Linked DNA regions of Mus musculus: regions 1, 3, 4 and 5 are each linked to region 2. Evidence: chromatin contacts called from public HiChIP or PLAC-seq and promoter capture Hi-C data. All regions are on one chromosome and are shown on one strand. The core of a region is the stretch at or near the end of the contact, and the rest is flanking DNA. Distances in the headings are between cores, read along the strand shown.

Region 1 (4,211 bases), core at 781-3,280, 1.4 Mb before region 2:
CTCCTCCGGTGTAATACGATGAACAGCAAAGCGACCCTTGGTGTCATAGATCAGACGGAAGTTCTCTCCGGTCTTGTCAATGCTGATGACATCTGATATCAAAGAATAAGGTTACCACAGCAACCCTCACTACACTCCTAACTGAGCTGGGGGATGTGTGTGTGTGAGCCCATTTTATCAAGACTCCACATAAACTTTAAATGGGAATTTGGGTTTCAGAAGCTATCCCCACAATATTTAAGTAACAGCCCAACAGAGATTCTGATCCAGTAGGTCTGTATGGGAGAGTAGCAAGAAATTCAAAATTTAAAAAGGAATAAAAGCCCAGTAGCCAAACCTCTCCATATTACCGTGCCAGGGTAGGGGTGAAGACGAAGACCAGGAAAGCCTGGCACTTTCCCAGTCACCTGCCACTATTGGGAGTTAAGGGCCTGTGGCCACTACCGATCCTGATTACTCACCCATAAACCCAGCAGGGTAGGTTATATCGGTCCTGACTTTCCCATCAATCTTAATGAATCGCTGCATGCAAATCTTTTTTACTTCATCTCCAGTCAGGGCATACTTAAGTCTGTTCCTTAGGAAAATGATGAGAGGCAGGCATTCCCTCAGCTTGTGAGGACCAGTGGATGGACGAGGAGCCTGGAAAGTTTTAGGAAAATTACTACACCAAAACTTGGGTTATTTTACATGGGGGGGGGGTCGCTAGAAGATTCCTCAACATTTTCTCCTCCAAAGAATGAGGCCTGCTACTTTGAGACCTGAGTCTATGTATCCACCATCAGTGTACTATGGAATACATGGAGTAGATGAAACAGATGTATCAAAATTGAGGTAGGACACAGGTCTTTAAGACAGCCAAAGATTCTCTACATTCAACTCCACAAATATGCTTGTTAAAGGTATGTCTACCTTTCACACCACAATACTTACAAACACGCCAGTCAACTTATCCAGCATCCAATGTTTTGGAGCAGCTACACGCTTCAGGTGTTTCTTGGGACCACGAGCCTGGAAGAAGTTTTCAAAGTAACGTTGTTACATTGTTTCAGGTCTTTCCAGCAAAGCCTACGGCGTAAATCCTTCAATGAACTGACTTTCGAACTTTCCCAATTAACAAAATGTGGGCAATATTGAAAGCGCCGGGTCCCAGTAAAACGTAGAAAAGACAGATAAGCATCAATAGGCCAAACCCAGTATTCGCACCTTAGCGATTCCCATTTTTTACAGTTATGCCAGATGTCTCCATTATGCCTGCTCACAAAAATTAGCCTTTCATAGCACACTTGCGAATTACCCAGTGATTCAACCCTAGACGCACAGGCAGATAGGGACAGAAAATGGCCCAGGACCGTATCTCAATTGTCAATCGAAAAGTATAGTATTAGAACACAGCCATCTGGATCGAAGGTTTCTGGTACAAAGATAAACTCTAACTCCGGCACTGGCACTACCACGTGTACTGCTCCTTTGTATACTAAAGAGTCGAAGTTTCACATTCGAAAGCGGAAGGAAGCTTTTTGTAATGCTTCGTACACTTACCAGCTACACAACATATAAAGTAAGTCCGTGCCAAAAGATAGACAAATGCACAAGTAAGAGCTAATCCTTCAAGCAGACCCTGCGCCCACATGCCCAAAGCTTCAATCTGCACTCCCGGGCCCTCGAAGTTCTTCCCCAAGTGGAAAAGCATTTCTCCCTGGGCAAGGGGATGTGTGATTAAGCCCAAGGCCTTGCTTGCCCTCTGCGGCAGACTTCCCATCCTAGCTCAGACCAGTATTCTCCCTTGCCGCCAAGCCCATCTCTGCCAGCCTGCAGCAGAGCTGCTTTCGCCTCCACCCTGTAGTCGACCGCGGGAGCCCTGATAACCCGGGCAGCATCGGTCAGGGAGGATGGAAGCCGATGCAACCCAAGAGCTCGCTGTACCCCTGCCTTACCATGGCTGCGCTAGGAACGGAAAGAGACTCGCCTTCTTCCGGCGAACGAAGAAATTAGGGTCGGAGGCTGCGCGCGCGCTGGAGCCTGGGTTGCTCCGCCCAGCCTCAGACTTTCCCAGCGGGCGGGGACTCTCTCTTGCCATCTGCTGGTGGGAGGTCAGAGGTCCCAGGCTGGGAAACTGAGGCTGAGAGAATCTCCCAAAAACTGTTTTTCCTCAGTCCTTTCTCTTCTTTGTGCCGAGTGATGAGTGCTGGGGATACCCAGACCAATCGCACCAGATAACTGCCCGCAAGGAGAGTTCTGTTAGATGGCTGAGTGATAAAAAGATACATTTTAATACTCGATACTTTTCTTATACAAAGTTTCTCTAATCTTCCAGAGTTACCAGTCCAATCAGCCAGCCCCATGCTAAGCGAAAGGTTTGGCCAACGGCATGTTTCTCTTTGCTTTTGTAAAGATTGCTGAGGCACTGAGCCATCCAGGGTGAGATGGTAGGCTCTCTGCTTGAACCTGGCATCCTGCGCATCCACTCCTGTAGAACACATTTGACATTTATTGTACTGTAAGTGGAAGAGAGGGAACATTAGAGAGTATCTGGTTTTGCCTAGCCAGTATGTAGACCTAGCTGTTCTACTTTTGAAGCTGCTGTGTTAGAGTGGTGGCACTGGCTGCCCTTCATTCACCATTTTCTGCTCTCTTAGTTATCTGTGGCCTCCCACAGGTCGATGAAGTCTGCCCATCATAAACCCAAAGATCCAGTCCCTTCAAACTATTATGAAAGGGGTATTTTTCAGCCTCACCTTTCCTCTTTCTCCTGTCCCTCCCCTCTCTCTCATATGTGTGTGTGCAGTTGTTATCATTTATTTGTTATCATTAGTGGCTGCTAGGGAATGAGTCACTTTTTCATATATATATATATATATATGCAAATGAAATATACATTTTGGGGGGGGGGTTCGAGACAGGATTTCTCTGTGCAGCGTTGGCTGTCCTGGAACTCACTCTGTATACCAGGCTGGCCTCAAACTGAAATATACATCTTGAGACAGAGCCTCATTATGTAAGCCAGGGTAGTCTCAGACTCATCATTTTTCTGCTGAGAGTTGAGTTACAGGCATGCACCCCCACAGTCTATATAGTACAAGCAAGCAGACTATATCTTTATTTTTAACTTTTGAGACAGGCTCTTCTAGACAGGCTAGGCTGACCTGCAGCTTGAGAGAGGTCATCTGCCTCATCTTCCCAAGTGCTGGGTGATACGTTACTTCGCCACTGTAGGTGAAATGAGACAAATCAAGCAGAATTAGATTATATTAAATGCAGGTTTATTGGAAAGGTGCTCTCGGGCAAGTTCACTGGCCCCAAGGACTGAGGCTAGGGGAGTCACAATGGGAAGGAAGAGATGGGGGGAGGGGGAAGAGAGGGGAGAGGGAAGAAAGAGGGGAGGAGAGAGAGGGGGAGGGGAAAACAGAGGGCAGGGGAAACAGAGGGGGAGGGGGAAGAGACAGGAGAGTGGGAAGAGGGAAGGGAAAAGAGAGGGGGAGAGGAGGAAGAGAGGAGAGAGAGGGAGGGAGGGGGAGAGAGAGAGGAGAGAGGGGAGAGAGAGAGAGGAAAATATCTGGATTATATAGGGAGCTTCTGGGGAAAAGGCAGCTCACCTCCTGGGCTGGGAAGTTCAGGCTTGGGGGCAGGGTCTGCCAGCTAGGGATTGAGGGATGCGGGGAGAATCTGGAGGCCAGGTCTGCTTTCATATGTAAAATATGCACCTCAGTCTCCTGTCCCAGGGTCTGGGATGATAGGCATGTGCCACTATGGCCAGCCTATAGTTTTATTTCTTTTCTTCCTCTTCTTTTTTAAAGATTTATTTATTATTATATGTGAGTACACTATCACTGTCTTCAGACACACAAGAAGAGAGGGCATCAGATCTCATTATGGATGGTTGTGAGCCACCATGTGGTTGCTGGGATTTGAACTCAGGACCTTTGGAAGAGCAGTCAGTGCTCTTAACCACTGAGTCATCTCTCCTGCCCCTTATTTGTTTGTTTGTTTGTTTGTTTGTTTTTCGAGACAGGGTTTCTCTGTGTAGCCCTGGCTGTCCTGGAACTCACTCTGTAGACCAGGCTGGCCTCGAACTCAGAGATCCACCTGCCTCTACCTCCCAAGTGCTGGGATTAAAGGCGTGTGCCACCACTGCCCGGCCCTAGTTTTATTTTAATTGATATATACCAAGTGTACAGATTTATGGGGCACAGTATTGCATGTTTATGCAT
Region 2 (3,719 bases), core at 1,099-3,598:
GGGCTACGAAATAAGTTAATGTTAGCGCATTATGTAAAACCTTTATGCTGGTCTCTTGTGATAGTAAGTACTATAGACCTGTATATGAATTAGTTGATAAACGGGCCCAGAGAATGAAACTGTAACAGCAAAAGATTGGCAGAATAGAAAAGACATTTTAAACTTCTGTACCCTTTCCTATATCTAAATGCTAAATTACTAGTTTTAAGCAATTAACTACTATAGATTTTCACTAGCAATCCTCAAAGGCACAACAGTTCTGCAGCCAAAGAAAAGCAAACAACCAACCTCCAATCTCCCACTTCTACCTCAGACCAAATGATGCAGAAAGTTCCACAGAAGAGAAAGGTGTGTGTGTTTGGGGTGGAGGGGAAGACGTAAGCCCCGGGACACTTTCCTATCACCACTGCCTTTACTTTTCAGGGTAATGACAATGACATGACTCTGCATATCAGAGTTTCAGGAGGTGGTTTGCTCAGATCTTAGGTTTCAACCAATGTAGAAGCACTTAGAAACACAGTGAAATCCTCTGCCCTATGTTCTGTAGGGGAGAAAAACCCAAGGGTTTTTAACGCACTTCGCTGTGGTCACAACGTTCTGCTACTCTGGTGATATGAGTCTGCGGAGAGCCAAGCTCGGCCAGGATCTTTTGCATAGGCTTTGTCTGAATGTGGTTGGACTAGAAGCGCAACATGCTGCGGAAGCAATCTTTCGCAGCCTCACTATTGCCTCTGTATTTTAAAATCCCATTATCAGACTGACCAGGGAGAGACTAAGATTCTGGAATGATTTTTTCTTTTCCAGTGGGTTTGGTCACACCCTCCACTCAGACTAATCTCTTCAACAACTAGAATGGTAGAACTGCCTCTCTAAGTGTACTCCCAGACTAAAATGGCGATTTGAGCGAAGGACAACTTACCGAACCCCTCGCTATTTCGCAATCATAATTACCAGAACGTTCCGCGTCTCCCTCCCTCCCTCCCAGCCAAGCCACTGGCAACACGCACGCGCAGTTCTCGATACCTAGTGTTAAACGGCCAACATGCTCCCTCTTACGCATGCGCACTTTCATTCCCGCGCAGAGGCCTTCTGCTTGCAGTGAGCATGCGTGATTTCACCTTCTCTCCTCTCTGCCCCACCCTCGCCTAAGGGGCCACGATCTCCCGTGCCAGCAGAGTCCTACCCATCATGTCACGCTTTCTCAAGGGTACTTGAGCGCCACCACCTGGTGATATGGTTCCTCTTTTGGCATCCACGCAAAGCGCGCCTATCTTTACTATTCTCCCTTCTCGTGTATGATTATATATATAATATATATACGTATATGTGTATATATATATATTATATATATTATATATATAATCTCTGTGGCCACTGCGTTCTGCTACTCTGGTGAGATAACTCTGTGAAGAATATATATACATATATGCGCATATATATGTATATATATTCATGCCGGGTGCATCTGCACGTGTTTCTCGCCAAAGTTATGCCCCAGTGTCTAAACCATATCATTAACAACAATCCTTAACAGGATTAACTGTGATAAACTAAGTTACACATGGAATTAAAAAAACGTCGTAGGCGATAAAGCATATCCCAAACCCAGATGGAATCCGTCAGCAGCCTAAGGGAGAGGCTACTTGGTAGACGGATTCCTTAATACAGTTAAAAACCCTCCAACCTAAAACCACTGAATCAGAGTCCGGCGTGGTGATTTACGCCTGTAATCCCAGTTTAAGCAGGAGAACGGCCGCGAGTTCGAGGCCTGCTGCTGTCAGTCTCAAACTACATTCACTCACCCCCAAGGAAAACAAAAAGCGGATGAAGCCTAATCCTAAAGACTCATCCATTTGATTCACCCTTAACAAATGAAGAACTCGAAAGTTTTTTTTGTTTTGTTTTAAATAGATGTCAAACAAAACAGTGATGCTCAGGTGCCTTAAACCTGCTTAGAGAAGTCTAAAAATCTTTCATAATATTAAGTAATGCGCAACATCCTTTTGGAGGGCTGGGGATTCGTACTGGCCTCCAGTTCTCCCTCCCCTCAAAGGAGAAAATGCACAAATTAAGGATCTCCCTGACACAAGTTCCCTCCTCCGCCCTCCATGTTACATTTTCGTCCTTCGTCGTTCCTTTACCTCCTGCTGAAGCGAGTGTCGCAGTTAAAATTCTTACGGCAGGCAGTGCCTAGAGGGTGGAGGGAGCGGCGGCATAGAGAGCCGTGCCTGGGTGGCAGCAGCGATGACTTAACGGCGATGAACACCAGGTACGAAACCTGCTATACTTGCGGCCGCGGCGCGGATGCCACGAACCCACAGCCTCTCCAGGAGCGCTGCGCTGTGCTGCAACGCATGCGCCGCGCTCCTCCCTCTCCTCAGAGCGCCCCTCTACAACTTACAGCAGCCCACTGAGTCCAGTACTCAGGTCCCTAGCCCACACTTCTTTTCCTACCTCTGCTCATACCGGCGTCCACCACCCATCCTTTCCTCAGCCCCTTTTCTAATCAATAAGTCCCCATCCTTTTTAATTTACCATCACATCTCACTACTGTTATTATTCCCTTTCTGGCTCACCCTACAATTCTTGACCTTCTCTGCTTCTCTGGAGCTCTGCTAGGCCCCCTCATATTTCCTGATGTACCCAATATTCCAAGTGTTTCGAAAACAAACAAACTAACAAACCAACCAACCAACCACTGGCATGGTGATAAGTGCCTGTAATTCCAGCGATTTATAGACAACCTCACCTCCATGACAAATTCTAGGTCAGCTTGGACCACAAAAGATCCTGAAGGAAAAAAAAATAGCCTCCACCGATCCGGGGGGTTGGGGGAATGGAAATATACGTATGTAGATTTAATTGTGGGCCCAAGTTACAAAGCCTGAAGAAAAAGTCTTTTTCTAATACCTGGAACCAGAACTCTTGGGGCAGGCTATTTTCACTCTCAGCATGTTGTTTCCTGTGGAGAATCTTGAGTTTTAAGGGTCTCCTTAAGATCCACTCCCCCTTCTTATTCAGCCCTGGATCTTGAGAGATCATCCGACTGGCTCCTGCCTGTCTATCTATCATTGCATTGAATTGTGAATTTTCATGTAGAGCATCAAAGCACCAGAACCATACAAGTAAAAAAGAGTGGGGGAGGGGAGGAGGAAGACAAAGAAGAAAAAAGGAGGAGGAAGAAGGGAAGGAGGTCGAGGAGGAGGAGGAGGAGGAGAAAAGGAAAAGCAGTCCCATGCCTGCATCTGAAACAATATCATGAGCAGAATAGAAGTAGAAGGCAGGGCCATTGGATATATTGCGACACCTAATGGACATATAGGTAACATGCATAAAAAACCCCTCTGATGTTTCAGCTTTAGTAAGACATCCCCACTTTGACAATTCCCTCCCTGGTTTCTGAAAGAGCTTTTTCTTTGAGGGGGAAGGGAGTGTGATGGAAAAGCTCTTTTCAGCCCAATTTGAGCAATGAAAGAAGCCTTTAAGCTAAGTTTACCTGGAGTTCACTACAAAAGTGTTAGCTCACATCTCGAACAAAGTTGTACTCATGCAGAATTAACAGGCTGTACTTACAAGCTCCAAACTAGGTCTGGAGAGATGGCTCAGACGTCAAAAGCACTGACTGCTCTTCCAGAGGTCCTGAGTTCAATTCCCAGCAACCACTTGGTGACTCACAACCATCTGTAAAGGACTCTGATGCATTCTTCTGGTGTGTGTCT
Region 3 (3,791 bases), core at 858-3,357, 1.1 Mb before region 2:
CTGGAACATTGTAGACCAGGCTGAACCCAGGCTGAACCCAGAAATCTGCCTGCCTCTGCCTCCCAAATGCTGGGATTAAAGGCATGCGCCACCACGCCCTGCCATCCCAGCCTTTTCTAATTGTTGCCTTGTAGCACCTTCCCATCTGTTTCACTCACCCTAAAAGGAAAGACTACTGACTACTCAGCAGCGAGCTAATGACTTTGCTTTGACATCTTGTTTGCAATAAAATATTTGTAAGTGTTAATTTTGTGTGTGGGAGCCTAGACCTCCTATATGTTAGGCAAGTGTTCTACACATTGAACACTATCTTAAACCCCTTTAAAAATTGTATTTTGAGACAGGGTGTGGCTAAGTTACCCAGCTGGCTTTGAAGTTGTGATGTTCCTGTCTCAGCCTTCCAAAGGCCTAGAATTAACGGCCTGTACCACCAGGCTCAGAAAAGTGTTAAAATACTTTTAAGGAAAGACAAGTAGTTATTTTGATGACCATAGGAATTAAGCATAGGGAGGAAAACATTCCTAGAAGGGTATGGTGCTGCAAACCTGCTGATCCTGCACCTGGGAGGCAAGGCAGGTGGTTCTTGGTAAATTCAAGGCCAGCCTGGTTGATGTTAACAGTTCTTGGCTAGCCAGAACTACACAGTGAGACTCTGTCTCAAAACAACAACACATTCCAAAAGAATGTACACACTAAAAATGACTTAATACTAAGAATAAAATATGAAAACCTATTATATTACTTTCTGTGAAGAAAATGCAGCATTAGGTGATCTAGCCAGTCACGTAGTTGGTCAGTAATGAGAAAACCTGATTTGACATGTGCCAGGTCCATAATACTTTCATTTATGACATTAAATATAGAATTGGCAATCAACAGAAAGCTTGTTTTTGGCTTGTTTTTGAGAAGGATGTAGCTAGCTTTACTTGTGTGGTCAACAGAGACCAGGTTAAAGTTTGGTGGTGATGGGGGTGGGGTAGCAGATCTAAGTCTCAAATTGAACCCACATCCCCAAATCTAGCTTTAGAAAACAAACAAAATCCAGACCAAATATAAAACAAAACATTTTCCAGCTTAACACCTCCTCACATGTCTAGAAGCAAAGTCTCTTTTCTAAGGGATCTTAACCCCTTCGTGTGCCTTTCCCAACTGTTCTCAAGCTTTCCCGGCGGTACAAGCATCTAACAAAGACTATGAACACCCCACTCCCACACAAGCTTTTTTTTTTTTTTTTTTTTGAACGCAGCATTTCTCGCTGGTTAGTCCCACTGGGAGGAGACAAGGTGTTAAGGCTATGAACACGCCTGCCCTCAGAAATGATCATGTTCAGAAAGGTCAACGCACTTACCTCATTTGTTTATGCAGGGCATAGGCTTCGATCAGAGAGTGGACCATACTGGCCTGAAACAGCATCAAAGAAAGGCAGAGCAGTCTCCTTAAGGTTCAATGTACTGAAATGCCATTAACAACAACAGCCTGCGCGGAGAACTAACTACTTTCTCTCTTCTCCCTTCTGTCACTTTAACAGAATACACTTAAGACAAACACAGAGTCTCAAAATCGCCAAGATTCGAAGCTCCCCAGCTTTACTAACGCAAGTGATGGAATACTCTCTCCTAACAGTTTGTGGTCCAGGACCCCCTATTGGTAACTCCGCTCACCTCTGCGCCAATCCTTCCCCTCCCCCGCCCCCCGCCCCCACTCGAGCGTTGGATGCCCCACTGCGCTCTCTGAAGGTAATGAACCACTTCCTTCTGCTCGGCTTGGCGTGCCTGGCACTGCTAGTTACATTTTTGCTGAAGGTATCCTTCAGTCCAGTTTTCTCGTTTCCTAATGTACTCCCTTTCACACCCTCCCACCCCCATCCCCGCAAACCGTGGTCTTTGATCCAGACCTCTCTTACCCGTTTGGGGACCTTCACAAGGGAGTCGCAGATGCTGACATACTCGGGACTGTAAATATAAACCGGGGGTAGTGAATGCCCACTGTTGGCGGGTTCCTCTGGCATCTCCATCTCCCACTTCCAACCGTCCGCGAGCCAAAGTCTGGAGCCAACAGTTTTCAGACTCAGCCTGAGCTCCAGTTCCTGCTCCTCTGTTCAGCCCCAGCGGTGCTCCCTTGTCAACATTCCCTCCTATTTAGATCGCCGGAGACAGTTTCCCTGGTCCCTCGTCCAACTACAGGGATGGATGGGCCCTTCCAGACCAGATGCCTTCTACTGATGACCACAGTTCAAAAAAGGTGCCTGACAGATATAAAAACCAAATAACTGCCAATTGGGATCAATTTTTTCATGGCACAAGTAGCACGGTCAAAAGTAACCAGCCTTGTTGCCCTACGGGGCCATTTGAAATGAGGTCAGACCAGCTCCAAAGCATGCTGGGAGATGTAGTTTTAAAGGAGTATGGTAACAGAAAGAAACACAGCTAAACACTAAAAAAACGTGGTTTCAAGTTTTGGCGCTAAGAGTCTGAACTCTTTTAAGTTTTCAAACTGCAAATATCATTTAAATATTTAAATAGAGGTAAACTATACATTCAATAGCAGGCAAGACCACCACCCAGCTACATTAGCTAATGGTGCTAAGGCTGAGGATTGTTTGAAATGTTTACAGAGTAAATTTCGTGCTGCAACTTTAGTTCGCTACTTTTCATCACTGTCTGAAAGAGATTAACAGCCTCTCCAATAATCCACTCTGACAAACCCGATGTCACCTTCCTAAAACTGAGACAGGGACTGTGGAGCTTTCATGTGATGAAAAGCAAGGGTTCTCTCCCAAGTAGTGGGAAAACACACCTCCCCCATCCCCCAACACACAGCCACTTTTTCTTTCATTTGCTTCTGAAGCTAAACAACGGTTAGGGCAAATGTTTTAGGTTTGGTGTACAGGGTGTTAGTGTGTCCCCAGGCAGTGTTATTTCCACCAGAAGTTTGGGGGTTCTGGATGCCTACAAGATCTGAGCCTAGCTGGTCAATTCCCAGACTCCCAGCACTCAGACCATCCTCAACTGACACACTGAGGCCTCCGAGACAGGCCCAGATTTGTACTTTCTTTAAAAGACAAGCTTGCTTTAAACTTTTGTTTCGTGATAAGCACTTTGGATATTATCTTAATCCTTTCAACAGTTCTATGACGCAAGCTGTAACATGTCCACTTTGCAGATGTACTTTGGAGGGTAAAAACTATTCTCGGTCACACACTGAGGTAGGAAAACAATCCAAAATTAGCTCTACCTAACACCCAAAACCTAAATACTCCTTTTACTATGTGAATTTGATGCTTCCAGGTTGACTTTCTGCTATACCTGTGGTCAATATTCGATTTAGTATCCCAATACTTAATATTCTTGCAATCTTGAGGTATGTACGTGTGTGTGTGTGTGTGTGTGTGTGTGTGTGTGTGTGTGAGAGAGAGAGAGAGAGAGAGAGAGATATGCATTTGTTCTCCAATTAGAATGGAACAAGTTATGCTTCATTTGTATTTGTCTATAGAACTAGTTCAAAGCACTGTAATCATTCAGTTACCCAAGCACTTCTATGAACTGAGTGCACTATTAAGCACTTCTATGAACTAAGTGTACACTTTAGCTTTGGATTCAAAGATACACTGCACTCTCAGGGAATCTGCATTATAATAGATAAGATAAGGCTACTTCATTTGAAACCATATTAATAACAGAGCCAGATAATGAATGGAGGGCACTTAGCTTACTTAATAGGCATAAAGTACTTAACAATAAATGGTTAAGTAGGATTCTTACTAGCATTTCAGAATATCTTATGAGATGCAC
Region 4 (4,210 bases), core at 725-3,224, 1.5 Mb after region 2:
AAATGGGGCAGGCATCCTGTGTCATTTCTCAGAGTTGGCCATTTGACTGTCTCTTGTTGGATCTAAGTTAGAAGAATACACAAAAATTATGGAAGTTGTTAATTATTAATCAAGTCCTGGACATTTGGAGCTGGTTGTTACAGAAGTTATTCTTTAGCTTCCTAGGTCATTACCAATGCTAGCAAAATGACATCTCACAGGATCTGGTTTGCTACAGGTGAGTGTATCTGGTTTTGCTCCAGGGAGGTTTATTGTAGATTTTCTAAAGAGGTTTCTAAAAGCTGTGGATTACAATTCTACTTTCCTGGTCCAGCCTTCGCCAAGTAATATTTGCTGTTTCTCAGCACACACCTCACATACAGCAATGAGAATAATAGTGTTCAAGCTGACTTGGGAAGAAATACATTGGTGTGCTGGTGCTGCTATACCTCCAGGGAGGAATCCTAAAGGCTGTTTTTAATTATACAAATGAGCTCTCTAGAAGAGTTTCCTTGTCAGTGGTTATGATAGAGCAGGTGGTCCTTCACTGAAACATAGCTATGTCATGATAAGAAGGAACAGAAATAAGCCAAATGTATGATAGTTAGTGTTTATTTTTTAAATAATGTGACCACCCCTGAGTGTTCCATATGTGACTGTTCTATTGTACATGGTATAATTTTGTGTGCAGCTATTAAATTAACAACTTTATTTAAATTGTGATCTCTTTTAATTCTAGTGCAGGCACATGGAAGAGCCCCTTCTTTGTGTGTGCTTGACAGTCATTAGGAAACATGAACTCTCATGCACACTAATGTGAACAAGAAGGAACACTCAACTCCCCAAATGTACACGTGTCTTCTGCTGCAGCAGAATATAGCATGGCATTTTTAACTGCATTCTGGGCTTGCTTCTCACCAGCTTGATTTTAATAGACTGTAGCAGAATCTTTGGGAAAGCTCCTCCACAAGTTTCACTTATGAAAATGAGCCTGTTCTCCTAACCATAGACATTAGCCAAGATTCAGAGGCTAATCATATGCACATATTTAGGTAATGCTGTAATAGGCCCATAGTCGATTTTGTGGACCCATGTGCTGAATGCAATGTGGATAACATAAAATATTGTTGGAATATGACACCATATGATTGATTCTGTTAAAACCAGTTGGTACTGCACAAAGCTACACAAGATTAACTTCACAGAAACATGCAGAATACTGGCAGCATAGGTAACCATGAGGCCCTATAAGGAAACCAAATGTTTCCTTCTATCCATTATCCTTCTAATTCTGGACAGCTTCCTGTGCTTTAGCTGGCTCATATTCCAGTAGCTCTTTAGTAACTAATAGAAACCTTCCCAGAGACTTGCCTCCATAAACCATGCTAATTGCAGTTTTCAAAACCTGACAGTGAGTTTTTCTAACAGACCCCATGGTGCTAACTAACTGTCCTAGGATAATTAATTTTGGGTGTGGTTGGAATAGCACTATTGAAGGACTCCACAAAAGAGATTACATTTTTCTACATTGGTAAGGGTTGGGACTGTGCAGTGAAAATTTCTAGCTAGCTACAGGTTTCCTAAGTAGAACTAAATCCCAGCCCTTTGGAGAAGGGGCAGTAATTTGAGAGGTATTAGAGGTTTCGATAGAGAAAATGACAGAGGAGACAAGGGAGGGGATGAAAGCTGCACCCTTCCATGCGCCACGCACATTTTCCCCAATGCATCCTTAGGATGCAATTTTGAAAATCTATCAAGTACCTGACACTTGGGTAGAAACCTTCTAGTAGGTACCCTGACTCTTGAGAAATAGCTAGTATTACCTCCATTTACCCATCTGCTCCAAGCTCCTTGTCTCCTATCAAAGCCTCCCTCCTGCCATTGCGCAGTTTTGGTGCAGAATCACCAGGTCCACTTTCGCAAACCCACGGGAGAGGCTGGGTTGGGCGGGGTCGCCTTGTCGCAGAGCCCAACTGCGCCTGCGCGGACTGCGGCAGAAGGCGGGGTGTGAGAGGCGAGCATTCTGAGACTAGCGTTCACAGTCGGCTAGAACCTTCGTTCTTGCCCACCACCTCTAATTTCTGCTCCTGCGACTTGCTCGGGCCTGGCAGCAGCAGCATTCCTGCTCTAGCGGCAGTTCCGTGCAGAGGCGCCTACATACCTCTCCCCCTCGTCTGTGAGATCGCGGGCCTGTCAGTGTCAGCTTCCACACGTCGGTCGACAGGACCATGTCGCTGGTAAGCCAGAATTCGCGCCGCCGCCGCGGTGGAAGGGCCAATGCGCGCAGAAACAACGGGAAGGGTCACCCTGCTGCTGTGCCAGGCCCAGACGTCCCTCGGGATCGCAACGATCCTAAGATCCTCCAGGGCCTCCGCGCCTCTGAGGGCCCTGGCACCTCCATGCTGCCCACCCCCCGGGAGGGCCCAAGCGCCTCTGTGCCGCCCACCGCCTCAGAGGGCTCAAGCGCCCCTAGGCAGTTCATCATTTCCCAGGGGCCGAACACCTCCGAGATGCCCACCTCCAGGAAGGGTCGGGGCGCCTCCCGGCCTCCTGCAGTTTCCGCAGGGCTGAACACCGCTATGTCAATCACCGCCTCGGAGGGCCCGAATAGCCCTGTGCCGCCCACTGCTCCTAAAGGCTCAAAGGCCTATGAGCATCTCCCTGTCTCAGAAGGGCTGGCCATCTCTGAGCAGCGTCACTCTGATGGGGGCCCTAACATGGAGCCCACCCTGGGTGAGGGCCCGGGAATCTCGGTGCCGCCCACCTTCTCTGAGGAATCGGGCATTTCTGATGAGGGCTTGAGCATCTTTATGTCGCCCAACATCTCGGAGGGACCGGGTATCAACGAGCCCTACTCCGTTAGTGAGGACCCAAGCACTTCGGTGCCGCCCACTGACTCTAATGGACTGGGCATCAACCTGCCGCCCACCTTCGGTGAGGGCCTGAGCATCTCTATGCTGTTCTCCGCTTTGGAGGAACCCGACATCTTTGCGCCGCCCCCCTCCGCTGAGGGACTGTTCGCCTCCATGTCGCCCCCCTCCGGTGAGATCCAGAGCTCCTGGGTGTCGCCCATCATAATGGAGGGATGTAACGTCAACGTGCCGCCCACCTCCAAAAAGGGACTGCGCACCTCGGTGCCATCAGCTGCTTGTGAGAGCCCGAGCACCTCAGCCGAGGGCCTGAGCTCGTCCCTGTCATCCATTTCTGCTGAGGGCTTCTGCAGCTCGCTGGCGCCATGCGCTGCGGAGGGATCCTGTGAGCTGCTTCCCTGCGGGGAGGGCCGGAGCACCTCGGAGCTGCACTGCCTGGGGGAGGGGTCGAGCACCTCGCAGATGTCCCTAGCTGCCGAGGGCCCTAGCGCTTCTGGGATGCCCACTGAAGCTAATAACCCCGAGGAAGCACTGAGCTGCTGTGCTTCTGAGCGCAGGAACAAGAGCACCTCCCGTGCTCTGCAAAAGGCCAAGGATCCATCTGTACGCCCAAAGCGTGAAGACCGCTTCCTGGATTTCCAGGTCCTGAGAGACAGTAAGAATTCCAACTCCATCACCATTATGGGCCTGGGCACCTCCCGCGTTGCTCTTACCTTGAAGCCTCAGGATCCCATGGAGCAAAACGTAGCAGAATTGTTGCAGTTTCTGCTGCTGAAGGATCAGACCAAGTACCCTATCAAGGAATCTGATATGAGGGAATTCATTGACAAAGACTATCGCCACCAGTTCCCGGAGATCCTCAGACGAGCAGCAGTCCACCTGGAGTGCATTTTTCGGTTTGAACTGAAGGAGCTCGACACTGAGGAGCACATCTACATCCTGCTCAACAAACTGGGACCAGTGCCCTTTGAAGGGTTAGAAGACGTCCCAAATGGGCCAAAGATGGGCCTCTTGATGATGATTCTGGGACACATATTACTAAATGGCAACCAAGCGAGAGAAGCTGATATCTGGGAGATGCTCTGGAGATTCGGAGTGCAGCGTGAAAGAAGGCTTTCTGTTTTTGGGAACGTGAAGAGACTTCTGTCTGTAGAGTTTGTGTGGCAGCGTTACTTGGACTATAGGCCACTAACTGACTGTGTGCCAGTCGAGTATGAGTTTTACTGGGGCCCACGATCCCGCGCAGAAACCACCAAGATGAAAATTCTGAAGTTCATGGCTAAGATCTATAACAAAGATCCTATGGACTGGCCAGCCCTGTACAACGAAGCTCTGGAAGAAGACGCTGACAGAGTTGTTGT
Region 5 (3,893 bases), core at 534-3,033, 1.5 Mb before region 2:
AGTCATAGCATCATAAAACAAAGGGGCCCACGAGTCACCTCCACATCCAGCAGAGACTATTCAAAAGCTAAATTTAGCTTAGGTTGGTGGGACAGGCCTATAATCTAGCATTCAGTAGGCAGAAGTGAGAGGATTGGAAATTTAAGACCAGTTTGGGCTGCATAGTGGGATCCTATCTAAAACAAACAAACAACAACAACAACAAAATTTTAGCCTGGGGTGTGGCTCAACCATAAAGCTCTTGCCTGGCCTTGGTGAGGCCATGAATTTGATCACCAGTATTGCAAAAACAGACAAAAACTAAGCTGAGTCAGATAGCCAAGATAGGACAGTGATCTCATGGAATAGAGGGAAAGATGTCATATACGAAAATTATTGGTAGAGGAGGGGAGGATTGTGGGGGAAAGAGAAAAATGTATCCAAGTGGCACATGATTCCCACCACTTGAGAGGCAGAAGCAGGAGGACATAGTAAGTTCCAGAACAGTCTAGGCTACTAAGCAAGACCTGGTCTCAAAAAGAGAGACTGAGTGAGAAAGAGAGATCAAGAGCACATTGGGATGCAAATTCAAAAGCTATTCATCTTAAGTAAACGCCCCCAGTTAGTCATCGACTATGAAATTATTTCTCATGATACTCCATAAGCAGATACTTTAACAACACCATCTCGCAGAAGATGGAAACTGAGCCCAAGAGCGTCTTCAAGGTCACAGGACTAGTAGAAGGGGTTTTAAAGCAGGTCATGTGCCTCCAGAATCCAAGCTTTAAATTGCCTTATGCTGTGCTGTCATACAAACTTTGAGCTGGAAGGTGGTGGCACATATCTTAAGCCCCAGCAGTTAGAAGATAGAGGCAGGCAAATCTCTGTGAGTTCCAGGACAGCCAGGGCTACATACAGAGAAACCCTGTATCAAAAGAAAAAAGAAAGGAAGCAAAGAAGGAAGGAAAGAGAAAGGAAGGAAGGAAAAAAGAAAAGAACTCTGGAAAAATACAGAGACATGAATACTATATAGATTGACACGAGTGGTCACATGCTATCCTGCTGAACAGCATTAATGCCTTGTTTGTCTTTTAGGTGCATAGATTATGTTCTCCAGGATATATAACTTTAAAAAATCACATTCTACATCTTGGTCTATAATCTTCCTTAAGGCTATTTCTGTACACACAGCTTATAATCGTTATTTTAAAATTAATTTAGGCTGCTTCCAATGTTTCTCCATGACAGACTTCTGCCTGTCACAGGCAATGGGATGATAGGCTTTAAAAAAAAAATTCCATCTTTTGTACCCCATCAACTACTGCTGCAAAAATATAAACAAACAAGTAAGTAAGAAAAGCCATTAGGGAGTGCAGGTCTGTGTCAGTCGGAGAGAGGACGGAAGAAGGCCATTATCTAAACTCCCTCTGCTGTCCCTTTGTCTAGAATCCCCAAAGCAAAAGCCCACGCCAAAGAACTGCAGTGGCCTGAGGCTCGCACTGCGCATGCACAAAAAAGTGGGCGGGGCGAGAGAGAGCAAAGAACAAGTGCAAATGAGGGCAAGTAAAAGCTTTGAAGAACAGAATAGAGGCTGCGCTTTCTCGTCTCTGGGCAACCTTTGTTCCCGCCTCCCCGTAAGGCTTCGGCTTCTCATTGGTCTAACATCTCTAGCTCCTATAGGTCAAAGAACCAAAGGACTGGGTCTGTTCCAAGCTATGCCTGATTCTGGAACCGCAGCAGAAATAGTTGATTGTGACGCTGCTTTCAGGCATTGCGGAGGACATACCTGTGGGGCCTGAGGGGTCCTTTTGCTAGCACCGGAACAGTTGCCGGAGAGTTCATCCGCCAGCTTAAGAGATGCCGCCGAAGGGGAAAAGTGGTTCTGGAAAAGGAGGGAAAGGTAGACCTGCCGAGACAGTCATGGAGCGAGCGTAGGGGTGGATGGGGAGAAGGACAGGAGTAGACCTGCAGCTGTGTGGGGTGGGGGAGGGAGGTGATCATAAGCCGGACAGCAGGGCCACCGGGAGCACCCTGAGCCGCTGTGGTTTATGTTTGGGCTTCTTGTGGTAAGGAAAGATCAGTGCGTGAGGAGCTGCTGTGGTTCAGGGTATCCATGAGGTTTCAGTGCAGGGACCCTCGTGGCGGGCAATAGAAGCTGCTGGGGATGGTTCCTCGTGACCTGGGGTTTATTCCCACTAAAATTGAATCTGATGAAACGCCAGCAATAAAAGGAAGCCTACACTAGTGATCAATCTAGTCCATCTAGGCCTCTTAACAACTAACAGGACGTACCTCCCCCCCCCTCCCCTCCCCTACACACACACATGAGGAGGGACTCGCTTCTTGAAGACCGTTGTTGGGGACAACATTGTGCTTTCAGGCTAGAAAACTAAGACAACTCTTATTCATCGCTGGACAATGTGGGGAAGATAGTAGCCTCTAAGTACTGTGCCGAATGTAGTTGTGAGAGTTATGTTATAGAAGGTGGAAAGAGGGTAAAGAAACAAACTGGAGATACTTTGGGCAGGCTGAGATAAGCAGCAGCAATAGGGTAAAGAGTCCTCAACCCGGAGAGGCCAGCCCCAAAGGCAGTTTAGTATAGCATCGCTGAAGTAAAACTTCAAAACAAATAAGCAAGTTGGGGAAATTAAAACAGAAGAAAACTAAATCATGAGGTGTGCTGTATATGGTGTTAATTAAGGTTGGTTAGGGGCCAGGAGGTCCTTTAAAGAGATGATTTCAAGCCGGGCAGCGGTAGCGCACACCTTTAATCCTAGCACTTGGGGAGGCAGAGGCAGGTGGATTTCTGAGTTCGAGGCCAGCCTGGTCTACAGAGTGAGTTCCAGGACAGCCAGGGCTACACAGAGAAACCCTGTCTTAAAAACAAACAAACAAACAGAGAGGGGAGAGTAGTGAGGGAGAGAGAGAGAGAGAGAGAGAGAGATGATTTCAGTAGTTCTGGTAAGAGAGAGAGTTGGCCTGAACTAAGATTGTGGTTGTAGGAACCCAGAGAAGAGACAAATAAATGGAGTGTAGTAGAGTGATACCCCAGAGGTCCAAGGAACCAAGATGTTGTAAAGAAAGGTCTGAGAAATGGGTGAGGCACTGCAGAGACATGCCACAGCAGTGGGAGGCTGAGGAGGACCTGAGTGTGAGGTCACCAGGGGTACACTGTCCTTTAGCTGCTCAGCTCCTGTTCATCCATCAGGTGGTACCTGGCTAGCTGACATATGTGTTCCCTTCCACAATTTCTCGCTTGTCGGACTCTCAGAATGTGGTCTCTCTTCCTCACTGGGATACGAGCTCCTTGGCTGCGGCTTTGAATCCTATTCACTGTGTACCCCCAAGAACTTGAACTGGGGAATTATTTAGGAAACAGTTGTTAAACTAAATACTTAATTTAATCTTAGACACCTTGGCCTCTAACACTTAATATGCTGCCTTCGACACAAAACTTAAAAGAAGTAAGATGTGCTACCAATGCTTGATAGCCTGAATGTAGCAGATTCCAGGAGGATATCAGTAGCTGTTGTGGTAGACTGAAGGGGAAAAGAATGCACACACACACACACACACACCAAGCACTCTGAAATAAAACCAAACCCCTCAAAATGCATTGTTGGAGATTTTGCATGTTAGAATTTCAGGTGTCAAACACACTGTCACAGAATATAATAGAAATTGTATTATTTTATATAATGGCAGTGTTAAGTTAGAAGGCAAGATTTGGAATGGAGTCTAAAGAATCTGGCCCAGGCTTCTGGAGTGCCTGCATCCATGCCCACACTCATTTCTTTATCTGTTTTCTGTGAAGTATTTTGTTCGGCACATTTCCTGTTATTAGAGATGAGTCACAGAGTAAGTTAACTTGATTGCATGACTCACCATGTAGCCTTTTGGAACTTGGGGCTGTA

The links. Promoter capture Hi-C pulls out the DNA fragments that hold promoters and counts their contacts. HiChIP or PLAC-seq counts read pairs in DNA pulled down with a chosen protein or histone mark.
Region 1: a contact with region 2 is called in an H3K27ac HiChIP or PLAC-seq map of trophoblast stem cells, with 9 times the contacts expected there. The contact joins the promoter of Rps4x here to the promoter of Ftx in region 2. A contact is called at or near these places in 1 of 39 promoter capture datasets (erythroid cells) and 1 of 115 datasets of contacts at active chromatin or transcription factors (trophoblast stem cells).
Region 3: a contact with region 2 is called in a promoter capture Hi-C map of liver, with 2.4 times the contacts expected there. The contact joins the promoter of Hdac8 here to the promoter of Ftx in region 2. A contact is called at or near these places in 4 of 39 promoter capture datasets (the 3T3-L1 cell line, erythroid cells and liver).
Region 4: a promoter capture Hi-C map of pre-B cells shows a contact between it and region 2, with 5 times the contacts expected there. The contact joins the promoter of Magee1 here to the promoter of Ftx in region 2. A contact is called at or near these places in 5 of 39 promoter capture datasets (cranial neural crest, hippocampal neurons, liver and 2 more) and 1 of 9 other capture datasets (liver).
Region 5: a contact with region 2 is called in a promoter capture Hi-C map of erythroid cells, with 14 times the contacts expected there. The contact joins the promoter of Pin4 here to the promoter of Ftx in region 2. A contact is called at or near these places in 3 of 39 promoter capture datasets (cranial neural crest, erythroid cells and pre-B cells).

What each region holds. Positions count from the first base shown.
Region 1 is chrX:102,187,361-102,191,571 of GRCm38.p6, forward strand. It overlaps Rps4x (ribosomal protein S4, X-linked), which reads right to left and starts at 2,031. Exons shown (of 7, transcript NM_009094.2): 1 at 1,938-2,031; 2 at 934-1,011; 3 at 462-642; 4 at 1-92. The coding sequence starts at 1,940.
Region 2 is chrX:103,621,406-103,625,124 of GRCm38.p6, forward strand. Ftx (Ftx transcript, Xist regulator (non-protein coding)) reads right to left here and starts at 2,349. Exons shown (of 11, transcript NR_028381.1): 1 at 2,142-2,349.
Region 3 is chrX:102,503,051-102,506,841 of GRCm38.p6, forward strand. It overlaps Hdac8 (histone deacetylase 8), which reads right to left and starts at 2,108. Exons shown (of 11, transcript NM_027382.4): 1 at 1,904-2,108; 2 at 1,349-1,401. The coding sequence starts at 2,014. It overlaps Gm32262 (a long non-coding RNA gene), which reads left to right. Exons shown (of 14, transcript XR_003953070.1): 14 at 1,529-2,276.
Region 4 is chrX:105,118,404-105,122,613 of GRCm38.p6, forward strand. Magee1 (melanoma antigen, family E, 1) reads left to right here and starts at 1,975. Exons shown (of 1, transcript NM_053201.4): 1 at 1,975-4,210. The coding sequence starts at 2,208.
Region 5 is chrX:102,117,686-102,121,578 of GRCm38.p6, forward strand. It overlaps Pin4 (protein (peptidyl-prolyl cis/trans isomerase) NIMA-interacting, 4 (parvulin)), which reads left to right and starts at 1,784. Exons shown (of 4, transcript NM_027181.2): 1 at 1,784-1,879. The coding sequence starts at 1,837.